2 separate regions of the Mus musculus genome follow, and region 2 is linked to region 1. The links are chromatin contacts, called in public promoter capture Hi-C maps. All regions are on one chromosome and are shown on one strand. Each heading gives the region's core, a stretch centred on a gene start, on an enhancer-like site or on the middle of the called end of the contact. The rest is flanking DNA. Distances are from core to core; before and after follow the strand shown. Region 1 holds the start of Iqgap3 (IQ motif containing GTPase activating protein 3). Region 2 holds the start of Fdps (farnesyl diphosphate synthetase).

Region 1 (7,374 bases), core at 513-3,012:
TACACACAAGGTGTATATTCACACAGACACGTGCACATAAATAAAAATGGATCTTGGGCAGTGGTGGTGCATGTCCATAATCCCAGCACTCGGGAGGCAGAGGCAGGCGGATTTCTGAGTTCAAGGCCAGCCTGGTCTACAGAGTGAGTTCCAGGACAGCCAGGGCTATACAGTGAAACCCTGTCTCAACAAAAAAAGAAAGAAAAAAAAATCTTCAGAGACAAGAATTTGAGGCCAGCCTGGTCTACAGAGTGAGTTCCAGGACTACACAGAGAAACCCTGTCTCGAAAAACCAAAAAATAAAAAATAAATAAAAATGGATCATAAAAAAACCAAAAACCAAGACAGGGACCTCAGCTCTGAACATATTCCCTCAGCAGTCCCCTCAGAGCACAGAAACCCTCTCCGTGCCCCAGTTCTTCCCAGTGTACCCATTATCAGGGAGCATCCTGCAGCCTTCTGTACCAGAGACATTTCCTTGTCTCCTATGCAGCCAGTCATCTTCCCATCTTTCTCATGAACCCCCTTCACTGTCATCCTTGGGAGCATGGCTGACATCATCAACCATTAGCGCAGTCATTCATTCATGCCAGACCTTTCTGGGCTACGGAGTACTCCTATTTTGCCTTAGCCACAGTCTTACTACCTCTCTATGTTTTTCATGGGGAACACACTATAAACATAAACACGGGACAGCTGCGCACAGGAGCAACGAACAACCGAGCTCAGAGAATACGCAAGAGACAGCATGGTCTCTCTGTCTTTGACTGGGCACTCCAGTCATTTTTATTCCTTATCCCATTTCCTCATCTTGGATATCCTGCAGTATGACTTCAGGAAGGGCTGGGCTTATTTGAATTGGCAGTTCAACAGACACACGCTTCCAAATACAGATTTGAAAGTGCTGGCCAACAGCAGAAAAATCCCCTGATTGCTCTGAGGGAGTTTACAAAGGAACAAGAGTTGGTTGTTGAAGCATGGAAAATAAACCAGTAAGTGAGTGACATCACCTCAGAGTTATGAATTGGGAACTCAGCGAGGTGGAATGGGAGGGGCCTTGAGCAAGGGAGGCGCTAGCCTCCTGCCTGCACACACGCCCACATACCAGAGTGTCTCAAAAACAAACAAACAAACAAACAAACAGGTTTCCTGGAGCTTCCGTTCCTTCATGAGGTGGATGGACATTGTTTTTCATTCAGATGGTCAGGTGGAATCCTTTCCACCCTCCCCACCAACCCGAGTTTTTCTCAGCCCGAGTTACCATGTTTCAGGTAGCCCAGGCTGTCCTCTCTATACTATGTAGCTAACAATGACCATGAACTTTTGACCTTCGGCCTCCACTTTGCAACTGTTGGAATTACTGGAGTGCGCTGCCAAACCGGCCCTCCGGGTTCTGCATTTTAAAAAAGCGTCCAGGTGATCAGGCGTCAAGTCATTTGGGAGGCAGCGTCTCAATGCGGAATCCCGTCCCGTGGCACTTTTTGGCAAATACAGTAACTGCTGAGTTTTAAGGGGCCATTTAGATCATCTAGACTCCTCCACCCTGGAGCCCCAGAAACTGGGAAAAAGGGAGTGCGCCCTTTGAAGGGTTTGCAGCTCAGTTACCTGGAGCACACTTCGGCGAATTCCCGGGGGAGCAGTGCTCCGGGCAGCCAATCCCGCGAAAACCAAGCCCCGCCAGCAGCACCCCGCTCCACCCTCAGATCCTTCCCGCACTCACAGGCTGTCCGAGCTCGGCCTGCCGCGCACGGCTCCATGTTCCTTCTCCTGCCAGTTTTGAATCTCCCGCCGCTGGGACACCACCCCTCACTGCGGTCACGCCGGGATGGGACGCTTCCCGTTCGTGCCGCAGGGAACCCTGGGTTTTGTAGTTCCTCTTAGAGATCGTGAGCTAGCTTAGGTCAGTTTCTTGATTTGCTTTCTCTAAGGCCCCGCTGCTCATCTGGCTTTTTAACAAATAGTCCTTGCAGCTGCCCTTCCTTTCACTAACCTGTCCTACTTCCTATAGAATTCCTGGGCCTCCCTGTGTGCTATTTGGTGTTTTACTCTGAACTAGATGACAAATGCAGGGATATACATGTTCTAGACTAGTGCTGTTACAGCAACAACAGATAGCACAGTCAAAAGCTTGGAGGTCTATGCCGCACAGAGGGAAAGATCCACTGCAGTGGAGGCAGAGACCTTCCTAGTGAAGGCTTCAGCTGATCTTGAGCAGGACAGAAAAACAGATTAATTAAAAGGGTGTGGGAAGGGAAAGGAGGTCCCGCCACCATGGAGTCTGGTTGAAATCGCCAGCTAAGGGTTGGGGCTGGAGAGATGGATCAGCGGTTAAGACCACGGGCTGCTTTTCCAGAGAATTCGGGTTCAATTCCCCGCATCCATATAATAGCTTACAACTGTCCCAACTACAGCCTCAGGGGGTCCGACATCCTCACACAAACATACATGCAGGCAAAACACCAATGCACATAAAATAAAAGTAACTAAATAAGTCATTTTAAAAAAAAAGAGAGATGGCTCAGCAGTTAAGAGCACTGACTGCTCTTCTGAGCCACCAACCACATGGTGGCTCACAACCATCCATAATGAGATCTGATGCCCTCTTCTGGTGTGTCTGAAGGCAGCTACAATGTACTTACATATAATAAATAAATAAATAAATAAATAAATCTTTAAAAGAAAAAAAAAAAAAACTTCTCCTGGAGTGGCACATTCTTTTAATACTAGGGGAGGCAGAGGCAGGAAGATCTCTGTGAGTTTGAGGCCAACTCTGGTCCACAGAGCAAGTTTCAGGACAGTCAGGGCTACACAGAGAAACAGGGTCTTGAAAAACAAACAACAAACAAAAGACTTCCTACACAACTAACAAAGTCAATGTGAAGATTATTTATAGAGATAATATTCCTTCTATACAGAAATATTTCAAATGACACAATATGAGGAATAAATATGACAACACTTTATACACATATATGAAATTGCTCCTTTTCTCCATTTTGTATACTCCAGGGTCCCCTGTCCAGGGAATGGCCCCACCCACAATTAAAAAGGGTCTACCTAATCAATTAACATGGCCAAGATAATCTCTCACAGGCAAGCTCTTTTTTTTTCTTTTTTCTTTTTTGTAATAGTGAAGGACTGGCTATAGATCCTCTTTGAGTGTCTGGTAGAATTCGTCTGTGAATCCATCTGGCCTTGGATTCTTTATTTAGCTCCTCTTGTCTCTCTAACTTCTGGAGCCATTCTTTCTGATCCTTTAATACAGGCATCTTATAGATTCCCCCTGTAGGGCTGCTTTCCATGTGTGCCAGAGGTGTCCTTGGTTTAGTTACAGGGAGATTGATTGATTGATTGATTTCTTCATTAACTCCAGTGATGAGTTGTTAAATCTCCATGAGTTTGCATATTGACTAGAAATTTTTGGTGTCAATTTCAAGTTTTATTGCATTGTGTTCTGATAGGATATAAGGAGTTATTTCCATCTTCCTGAATATATAAAGACCTGTTTTGTGTCCCAGATATGGTCTACTTTAGAAAAGTTTCCATGCCTGGCTGAGTGGAATGTTCTGTAGATGTCTGTTAAGTCCATTAGATGTATGATGTCAATGAATTGTGTTTCTGTTTATTTTTTGTCCAGATGACACAAGAAGGGTACTGAAATCAGCTATTAATGGATTGAAGATAATTTGTCTTTAAATACAGTAGTAGACTTTTAAAAATGAAATTGGGCACCGCAGAGCTGGGTTTAGAATAGTGACATCTCTTTGGTTAATTGTCCCTTTGGTTAGGATGAAGTGTCCCCCTTATCTCTTTTGACTTGTTTTAGTTTGAGGTGTTTTGTCAGTTATTAGGATATTGATACCTGCTTCTTCCTGGTTCTGTTTGATGGAGTACTTTGTCCACCCTTTTAGCAGTGCCTATCTTTACAGCTAAGATGCATTTCTTGGCAGTAACAGATAGATGGATTTGGGGAGTTTTGTTTGATTATTTTTAAATTTTATTTATTTTATTTATAAGAGTACACTGTAGCTGTCTTCAGACACACCAGAAGAGGGTGTCAGATCTCATTACAGATGGTTGTGAGCTACCATGTGGCTGCAGAGAATTGAACTCAGGACCTCTGGAAGAGGAGTCAGTGCTCTTAACCACTGAGCCATCTCTCTAGCCCCTGGCTTTTGTCAGTCTGTGTCTTTTGAAGAGTTGATTCCACTGGCATTTAAAGTTATCATTGAAATGTATGTGTTAATCGTGACCACGTTGATTGTTGGTGCTGCTTGTATTGTCAGTGATGTGGAAGGAGATTCGAGGACATGGTGGGTGTGGCACTGAAGGGAACTGGATGCTGGTTCAGAATGACAGAGGATCTGGGAGAGAGCCCCTTAGGACCTTGGCTGAGAACACTTTCAGGCCCTCCCACCCCCGCCCCCTATTTTCCTCAAGGAAAGCCTACTGAGTATGGGACCACTCTGTGGCCTACTTGGCCTGGACAGGCTGTGCTAGCACCTCTGAAAGCCAGGCCAGAGCAGAAGCTTCAGCCTGTCTGGAGCTCAGAGATGGCCCTGGGTGCCAGGCCTGCGCAAACGCCTGTGTTGCAACTATGGTCAGTGCATCTACTTCAGGAGTCTGTTTCTGGCAATGGCCCTTCTACTTAAAAAGGCTTTTTCCTAGGCAAATGGGGAAAGGGGCAAATTTCGTTTAGTTGCAGCCACTGGTGGTAGGTTCATGGGTTGGTGAGCTGGTGAGTTAGAGATTCCTGGTGATTGTGGGGCCTCCTGTCCTCTCATTAAACACATCAAACAGAACCTGGAGTTTACAGAGTTTACAGTGCACTCATATACATAAAATAAATAATAATTTAAAAAAAAAAAAGCTTGTAGTCACCCCCTGTAGCAGATGGAGTTCTTTGGTCTGTCATGTCTCTCTCTGAAAGGGAGAGACGGAGCAGGGCTTGGTGGCACAATCTGTGATCCCAGCACTCAGGAAGGAAAGAAGGAAAGAAGATCACCACAAGAACCTACCTTAGAATTAAATTAAATTAAGAAGAGAGGATGGGGGCTCAGTGGTTAAGAGCACTGACTGCTCTTCCAAAGGTCCCGAGTTCAAATCCCAGCAACCACATGGTGGCTTGCAACCATCTGTAATGAGATCTGACACTCTCTTCTGGGGTGTCTGAAGACAGCTACAGTGTACTCACATATAATAAATAAATCTTAAAAAAAAAAAAAAAAGAAGAGAGGATGGGAAAGAACAGATGACTGTCTCATGGTAGTTTGATATATTATTTGAAGGAACTGGAAGGTGTGTCCGCAGGGATGGGGCAGCCAAGCAGGAAGGGAAACAGGTCTTAGGTGACTATGTCTGAGCACCATTAGGGTCCTCCACTAAGATAGGTTACCACAGCTGTCACTCGAAGGATTACCTGGGAGGAAAGGAGAGTGCCAGGTGTCTGGTAACACAGTTCTGCGCTCAAGGCTGCTGGGAAGTAACCTAAGCCAGCAGAACCATTCCAGAAGGCCACTGTGGAGAAAACAGGACAGACAGAGGTAAGAGGTCCTGGAGTGGGGTCCCCAAGACTGTGCAGGGGACAGTCCGGAGCCTCAAGGTGACAGCCTGGAGTGCCTCAAGGTGGGGAGCCTTATGAAGTCGGGATTTTATGTGTTTTCAGAAGCAACTCTTTCTAGTTTTCCCTCCCACCCTCCCTTCCTCCCTCCCACCCTCCCTTCCTCCCTCTCATCCTCTCTCCCTTTTCTCCACCACTAAGCCAAATCCCCAACTCCAGAGAAAATATCTTTGAAAAGCAGAAACCCTTTTGCCCCCTCTCTGTAAAAGAGAAAAAGTGGGGGTTGAGGGGGGGGTCGTTTTTCGGCTTTTTTTTTTTTTTTCAGTTTCCTGGGAAGAGAGGCAGTCCAGGAGAAATGTGCTGATGAGAAGAATCTATCTGAACTTAAGAGTTCTCTGGGGACCAAGGCGGGAACCGACTGGCAGAAAGTAGAGGAGACAATAGGAAGGGCACAGTCAATGCACACAGACGCCTCCTGGACATCAGCCTCTTCCTAACTCAGTGTCTGTTCAGCTTTGAGTGCCCGGGGCTAGTACAGCTCCTGCCACCGCTGGAGGTGGCTGTGCTGAATTCCCGTTGGTTTATAAAGCAGCAGCACGTAGGTCACAAGGCCTTGTGTAAGAGGTGAGGGGAAGCCCTGTGTATCCTGTTTGGGTTTTGTAACCCTGCTGTCCTGGACTCACTATGCAAACCAGACTGGCCTTGAACTCCCAGAGATCTGCCTGTCTTTACATCCTGAGTTGGGATTTTAAAGGTGTGTGACAGCCTTTTGTTTGTCTGTTTTGTTTTGACGGAGATGCTGGCGCTCAGATAAGCTGAGAAGACAGCTCTGAGTACTTTTTGATCTTGCAGAGACCTGAGTTCAGGTCCCAGCACCCACACCGGGCAGCTCGTAACCAAGGATGACCTCAGCTCCATGGGATTCAAAGCCTCTGGTGCACATAACCACATGTGCTCATGTACACACAATTCAAAATAACAAAAATGAGCCCTTTAGATGTTGACTAAAGAGGACCATAATCCCCAGGGAATGACAGATGGGGTGCACAGTTGAGTTCATATAGTGTCACAGAAGTGGACCTTTGAAGATGATTTTAAATTGTGTGTGTGTGTGTGTATATATATATACATATATGTATATATATATATATGTATATAAAACATACATATACATATGTATACACATATACATACATATATATATGTATACATACACATACACACACACACACACATATATATATATGCTTTTCTTATTGCTGGTCTTCCTTTCCCCTGCCCTGAAATAGGGGTTTTCTGTATATCTCTGGTTATCTAGAAGAGCAGGCTGGCCTAGATCTCAGAGGTCTACCTGCCTCTGCCTCCTGAATTCTAGGATTAAAGGTCTGTGCCACCACACCAGGCTTAAGATATTTTATTTTTAAAATGTGTATGTGTATAGGTGTATGTCAGTTCAAGTGCCTGCAGAAGCCACAAGGGTGAGTCACTTCTGTGACTCAAATTTTAAAATTCACTAACCTTTTAAAGAGAGTTTTGTTGTTGTTGTTGCTGTTGTTTTAAGAGTGTGTGTGTGTGTGTGTGTGTGTGTGTGTGTGTGTGTGTGAGTGTGTGTGTTGCCGGGCATGGCAGTGCACGCCTTTGATCCCAGCACTCGGGAGGCAGAGGCAGGTGGATTTCTGAGTTCGAGGCCAGCCTGGTCTACAAAGTGAGTTCCAGGACAGCCAAGACTATACAGAGAAACCCTGTCTTGAAAAACCAAAAAAAAAAAAAGAGAGAGAGAGAGAGAGAGTGTGTGTGTGTGTGTGTGTGTGTGT
Region 2 (6,479 bases), core at 1,884-4,383, 1.0 Mb before region 1:
TGATTTTACCTTTTAATCTATGAAATTAAATACATATTTATATATCTAAGATCGTGTGTGTGTGTGTGTGTGCACACGCATGCATGTTTGACAGGTGCTAGTTGCTCACGCTCATCATCCTATCCTTTCAGGCTTTAGCCTGGTTTACACTCACCTAATATATATCAATGCTTCTCAGAAGACATCCCAGACAAACCCTCAAAATGTTACAGTCATGCACAAAAATGAGTTGTTACCTGTGTTTTTGACCAAGTAATAAAAATTGGGGCTCCTGCAACCCCTTCCTTCAACCTGGTAGGTTAGTAAACTGAGTCTGAGCAGCAGGTTGAGCATTGTATTATACAGGTTACAGGTTACTGACAACTAGCAGTGAGCATCTACTAGTCAGATCTGAGGGGAGTCTGTGGAGCTTAAACACGTGCACAGGGCTCAGAACCTTGTTCTAGTTTTGTTGTTGTTGTTGTTTTTGTTGTTGTTGTTGTTTTGTTTTTCAAGACAGGATTTCTCTGTGTAGCCCTGGCTGTCCTGGAACTCACTCTGTAGACCAGGCTGACCTTGAACTCAGAAATCTGCCAGCCTCTGCCTCCCAAGTACTTAAAGGGATTAAAGGCGTGTGCCACCACTGCCCGGCTTGTTCTAGTTTTAGTAGCCCTTCTGATCACCTCTCCATAGAAGCTGGGGTTCAGCTTAAAATGAAAAGTCTAGCATGTTCATCACGTTAACTGTCTAGGGAGTAGCCCCACCTTTAGGTTTTTTAAGCCTTTAATAACTTCTAGCAAGGAATCAGTGGGTGTTTTCCAGAAGGAGCTACAGGAGTGACCAGAGATCCTGCTGGTGCTTTGAGTTTTAGGTTCCTGTAGACAAAAATAAAATAATGTGCAAAAAAAAAAAAAAAAAAAGAAAAAAAGAAAGAAAAAAAGAAAAAGAAAAAGAAGTTACAGTCTTCCTTGGGTTTATTTTCTTTGCCAGCTAAAGAATTAAAAGGCAGAAAAGCTATGGAGTGTAGCAGGTAAGAGCTGGGGAAGTCCCAGACAAAGCAAACAGGAACAGACAGAATCCACAGTCACAGAAAGGTTTTTTATTATAGGTGAGGAAACACACACACACACACACACACACACACACACACACACACACACACAGAGAGAGAGAGAGAGAGAGAGAGAGACAGACTCTCCACAAAGCAGAGGGAGGATTCAGGAATCAGATGGTCAATTTCTCCTAAAAGTCTTTGAGTGATCTTCCTTCCCTATTTTAGGGTAGGCTAGTTTGAAAACACACAGGAGTCCCAGCCCTCGGGAGGCAGAGGCAGGCGGATTTCTGAGTTTGAGGCCAGCCTGGTCTACAGAGTGAGTTCCAGGACAGCCAGGGCTACACAGAGAAACCCTGTCTCGAAAAACCAAAAAAAAAAAAAAAAAAAGAAAACAGACAGGAGGACCAATTGGCTCACAACTGTTGTGTAAATATGTCATGAACTGCCTTGAATCAACAGTGGCTATGCTTTCAGAAGAAAATGTTCACAAAGCCTTTGTTCTAACCTGAGAGACGTTTGCCTCTGCTCAGGAGTGTGAGGAAGGAGCCAGTCACCTTGGAAGTCCACCATCGCTATTACTCAGTAGTCACAGCCCTTCCCACGTCGGCCTGCCTATCAGGGAGTCTACTGCCTTTTCCCTCAGTATGAGATAACCATCTTAATTTATTCTTTTCCATTTGCAAAGCCAGTGGTTGACAGCTCTTCTCTTCTTGCACAGACTTGGCATCCTGGCAGTTAATTGGGTATTACCATGAGTTTGTTTCATGACTATTTTTGTTACCCTGGCTTGTCTGTTTCTTATGTTGTTACTGTCCAAAGGAGCTCTAAAGAAAACTCCATTTCCTCAAATTCTGACCAAAACTAGCATTCGTTAGGAACTTGTGAAACCGGTTCCCCTTTACCAAAGGGGTTACCCTTACATGGGCAGCAGAAGGGACAAAAATTATGCCGGCCTCCAGGCTCCCCCAGTATATCCAGGCTCTCACAGTATATCACATGTTCCTGGCTCTTCTCAGCTCCCCCATTATCCTAAACGTCTCTATCTCAGGAGCTTCTCTTCCCTCACTTCACATTCTTATAACCTCGGCTATGCTGTTTTGGCCCTCCCTTAAGCTCCCTACCTTCTCTTATGCATGGTCTAGTCCCCTCTGCGAGCCATGTTCAATCTACTATTTTCTCACTCTGTGAGTTGAAGTTTAGCCAGGTCTACAGTGAGAGTTCCAGGACAGCCAGGGCTACATGGAGAAACCTTGCAGAATAAACCAATGTGTAAAGTTTATCTTGTCTAGACCCTTCAACCTTTTAGTCCGGAGTGGTAGTGGTCTCTTTCTTTGGGACAATGAAACTTATTTCTAATACTTCAAGGACAAGTCCATTAATGTCTGAGGTGGTTTGTAGTTTCAGGTCTCTTTTCTGATCGCGATGGGGTTTGGGGTGGAGTAAAAAGGAGTCAACGTGGTGGGCTGGCAAACTGTGAGGCCGAAAGTTCTAACATCTGCTTTGAGTTTTTACCTTTTTGCTTCAAGGGCGCCAAAGTACCTGGGGGAAAGGTGTTGTTTTCTCTCATATAGTCATATAGTCTTCCAAGTAGCCTAAAACTCATTACACGACCCATATTGGTTTTAACTCTTTTTTTTTTTTTTCCCTCCAGCCCCACCCCATGGCTTTAACTCTTGATCTTATTGCCTCACCCCTTCTAAGGGCTGGAAAAATGAGCGACTTCACCTAACTAGAATCAAAGATGTAAGAAGTGATTTGCTAGAGTTGGAAATAGGAAGCTGCAAGGCTGGTTATTCCGGGATCTTAGAAACACTGTCAACCAGAAGCACTGGAAGAACTATAGCTAGGAATTAGATAGCCAATTTCCCAGGCTTTCGGTATGGGTGTACCGACACCGCCGACCGCCTAGTGGGCTGATGGTCCGCGCGCCACCCTTTCATTGGCCAGCCGTCACAAGGCCCATGCTCACACGAGGTAATTTAGCCAATCAGCGAACTAGGCCACACCCACCCTGAGACACAAGTCTGAGTTTCTTGCCGCCTAGTCCGTGGCATGCCGGGAGTCGTAGTTTTATATTTATGTTCTGCCTCCTGAGCCTGGAGACTGGGAACTACAACTCCCAGAGTGCTGAGCGGATGCACGCTCAGCTTTTAGGTGTAAGCCGCAAACATCTTGGACCCCGGGAGAATCCGCGTTGAAGAACAGGTGAGAGCTATTGTTGGGGCTGGAGCTGAGGTTTACCCGTGTCTCGGATCGGGTGAAGCTCCGAGGCACTAAAGGACCAGTCCGTGTTGGAGTTACGGGGCTTGGGGTCGGTGGGCCAGAATGAACGGTTTGCTTGTGCCTTCGTGAATTTCTAAACGCTGGCGTCTTCCTCAAGTCTTCCGTACGCCAGGCCTTTAGTTTACTCTTGTGAGTCCTCCCACGCCCACCTGTTGCTCGGAGGCCGGCTGCGGTTAGCACCAGTGCCGGGACAGATGACAAGCGCACAGCACCTTCGGCTCCAGTCCCCTCATTGGGACTATCTAAGAGCTTCCCTCTCTTTCCCCTACATCCGGACTCCTGGGTTCCAGCTTTGGCTCTTCGTCAGCTCAGCTCTCTTACATTCACTGAACCTCAGTTCGGTGTCTCCATTAACATTGTGACTTAAGGACCTTGCATCCCGTAATTCCCGTAATACAATGTTCCGAATTGTAGTGAACGCAACCTTGGAAGTAGAAAGTGTTCAGTTTTAGCCATTTTCGGTTTAAGTGAAGATCTATTGGATCTCAGTCACTCCGACAAACTTTTCATTTCCTGTGTGTTTTTTATGTAATTCTTGAGTTTAGAAGCGGGGTGGGGCGTTCTAATGCAGGAGGTAACAAGCTTGGCTTGGGGGATACCTTAGGTAACTGCTACCAAGCATCTGCCTTCGGTGCTTGCTCCTGCAGGGAGTGCTTGGTGCCCCCACCCCCATGCACACCCAGGATGCCCCTGTCCTGCTGGCTGAGATCTCTGGGGGTCTTCCTGCTGCCAGCCCCCTGCTGGGCACCCCGGGAGAGGTGGCTTGGTTTCCTACAACGACCCTCCCTGGCATATGGGTGTCCAGTCCTGGGGGCCTGGCACAGTGCCCGCTGGTGGTGCCAAGTGTGGACAGAGGAGCCTCGGTGAGTGTGGTTGGGGTGTGGGGCTTCGGGGAGGGAAGCACCCGAGCCACCCTCTCATTTGTTTGTGTGTGTGTTTTTTTTTCCCTCAGAGCATTTAGCTCCTCTGTCAGAATGAATGGGAACCAGAAATTGGATGCTTATAACCAAGAAAAGCAGAATTTCATCCAGCACTTCTCCCAGATCGTCAAGGTGCTGACTGAGAAGGAGCTGGGACACCCAGAGATAGGGGATGCTATTGCCCGGCTCAAGGAGGTGAGGCATTCAGGACTGAAGAAGCTGGTAGAGGTGTGGATTCATGAGGGGTTTCGATAAGAGCGAAGTGACTACCTGGGTCTCTGGAGTAGATGGGTCTCTGCTGCACTTCAGCCCTCCTCGGGGATGTTTGGCTCCATGACTTTTGACCATCCAGAGAGCCTTGCTTGAGAGTAGCCTTGGACCTAGTAAAGTTTGATTTCATGCCCTGAAACTATGATAGGATCTTAGTAGATACCATGAGGCTGTTGGCACTGAGGCCTGAGGGAAGTTATTGTATTGTTAGAAAGACTGTTCTACTGGAGTTACCTATTTCCTTCCAGTGTTTATTTTCTTAAGACAGAGTTTCATGTTTTTTAAGCCCACATGGCCTCAGACACACAAACCCCACCTCAGCCTTCTGTGTGCTATGTCAGTGACAGTACCACCGTGCCTGGATTGGGAAGTCTTTTAAAGACAGACATTTTTATTTTCACTTTTTGGACATTTGACGATTTGCCTGCGTGTATGTATGTGTGAGGATGGTTGTGAGCTGCCATGTGAATGCTGGGACTCAAACCCAGGTCCTCCCGAGGGGCAGTGCTTTTCATTGCTGAGCCATCTCTGTAGCCTGGGGAGTTCTTACTTTATAAATGTTGTCTCATCTCTGAGGAAAAAAAACTAAGAGGAGAGTTTTCTTTGTCTATGCTGTGTCGGTATTAAAGAGCTAGCTCCTTAGTTAGTTAGCAGGAAGCACAGTTGAGAAGGCCCCAGGAGGAGGACATTGGAGGGGTCAGAAATAGCCCTGAACCTTGCTGTCCCTTCAAAGCCTTCTTTTGCCTAACTTTGGAGAAGCCTCGTTTTTTCTTTTGTTTGTTTTCCGTAGCCAGGGTTGGCTAGAACCTATTATGTATCTGAGGCTAGCCTCAGACTCATGCAGTCTGCCTGCCTGCTTCCATCTTCTGAGTACTGAGATGATAGGTGTCAGTCATCCCTCCACACCAGGGCCCTTGTCTTCAACACAGGCTTGTTGGCAGGTGTCCCAGTCCTCCACTTGGGGGAAGTCTTGGGTGTATGTTATATAGCAGGTACTTGGGTGCCACAGCCCATAGGATGTTGGAGAGGGAATGAAGAGGGGAGTGATCCAGGGGCTCTCCAAGGGGGAGTTGGGGTTCAAAGAGGGAGAAGGGAAAAAAATCTCTTCAGGTCCCTGCTGTGTGGACCCTGATGTCTTCTCATCCTGCCTCAGGTCCTAGAGTACAATGCCTTAGGAGGCAAGTACAACCGGGGTTTGACCGTGGTACAAGCCTTCCAGGAGCTGGTGGAGCCGAAGAAACAGGATGCTGAGAGTCTTCAGCGGGCCCTGACAGTGGGCTGGTGTGTAGAACTGGTAAGAGCGGGCCAGAGGAGCAGAGGGTCCTGCAGTTGGGTTCCTTGATGAGGAGACTAAGCTTATTTCTTGCTTGTGTTGGTGTTTCTGTGTCTCTTGTGTGCTGTAGTCACATTTAGGCAGTGTGAATCACTTCAGGGACTGACAGGTGGGCACAGAGAATTTTCAGAAATATTAACCTTAAATCTCACCAGATGGTGGTGGTGGCGGCCCACGCCTTTGGTCTCATCACTGGGAGCAGAGGGAAGTGGATCTTTTTGAGTTCTAGGCTAGCCTGATTTACAGAGTAGGTTCTAGGACAGCCAGAGCTACTCAAGAAACTTTTGTTTCAAATAACAGAAACCTTAAACTTCCTAAACTTAAAAAAAAAAAAAAAAAAAAAAGAAAAGGAAAGAAGTAGTTTTACCAGCTTGGCCGGTAAGCGCATTAGCTATCGGAGCAGAAGAGCCAAATTGGGATGCCAGGGCCGTGTGACAATCCAGCTGTGGCAGTGAACACAATCTGCATGGTAGGTAGAGGCAGGAGGCTGGCTGGGCTGCCTGGCTCAGTGAGAGCCTGTTTGAAGGGAACGCATTGCTGTGACAGGCGAGACACCTGCATCTTCCTTAGGCTTCTGCTCCCTGGGCTCATGCTTACACTGATAAGCACACATCTGTGTGGTAGCTGGGACACGTGTGTA

Evidence for each region. Capture Hi-C pulls out chosen DNA fragments and counts their contacts.
Region 2: a promoter capture Hi-C map of liver shows a contact between it and region 1, with 2.7 times the contacts expected there. The contact joins the promoter of Fdps here to the promoter of Iqgap3 in region 1. A contact is called at or near these places in 3 of 39 promoter capture datasets (cranial neural crest and liver) and 1 of 9 other capture datasets (liver).

Annotation. Positions count from the first base shown.
Region 1 is chr3:88,076,439-88,083,812 of GRCm38.p6, reverse strand. It overlaps Iqgap3 (IQ motif containing GTPase activating protein 3), which reads right to left and starts at 1,762. Exons shown (of 38, transcript NM_001033484.1): 1 at 1,721-1,762. The coding sequence starts at 1,757. It overlaps Ttc24 (tetratricopeptide repeat domain 24), which reads left to right and starts at 5,509. Exons shown (of 10, transcript NM_172526.3): 1 at 5,509-5,543.
Region 2 is chr3:89,098,621-89,105,099 of GRCm38.p6, reverse strand. Fdps (farnesyl diphosphate synthetase) reads left to right here and starts at 3,133. Exons shown (of 10, transcript NM_134469.4): 1 at 3,133-3,238; 2 at 4,269-4,431; 3 at 5,660-5,800. The coding sequence starts at 4,291.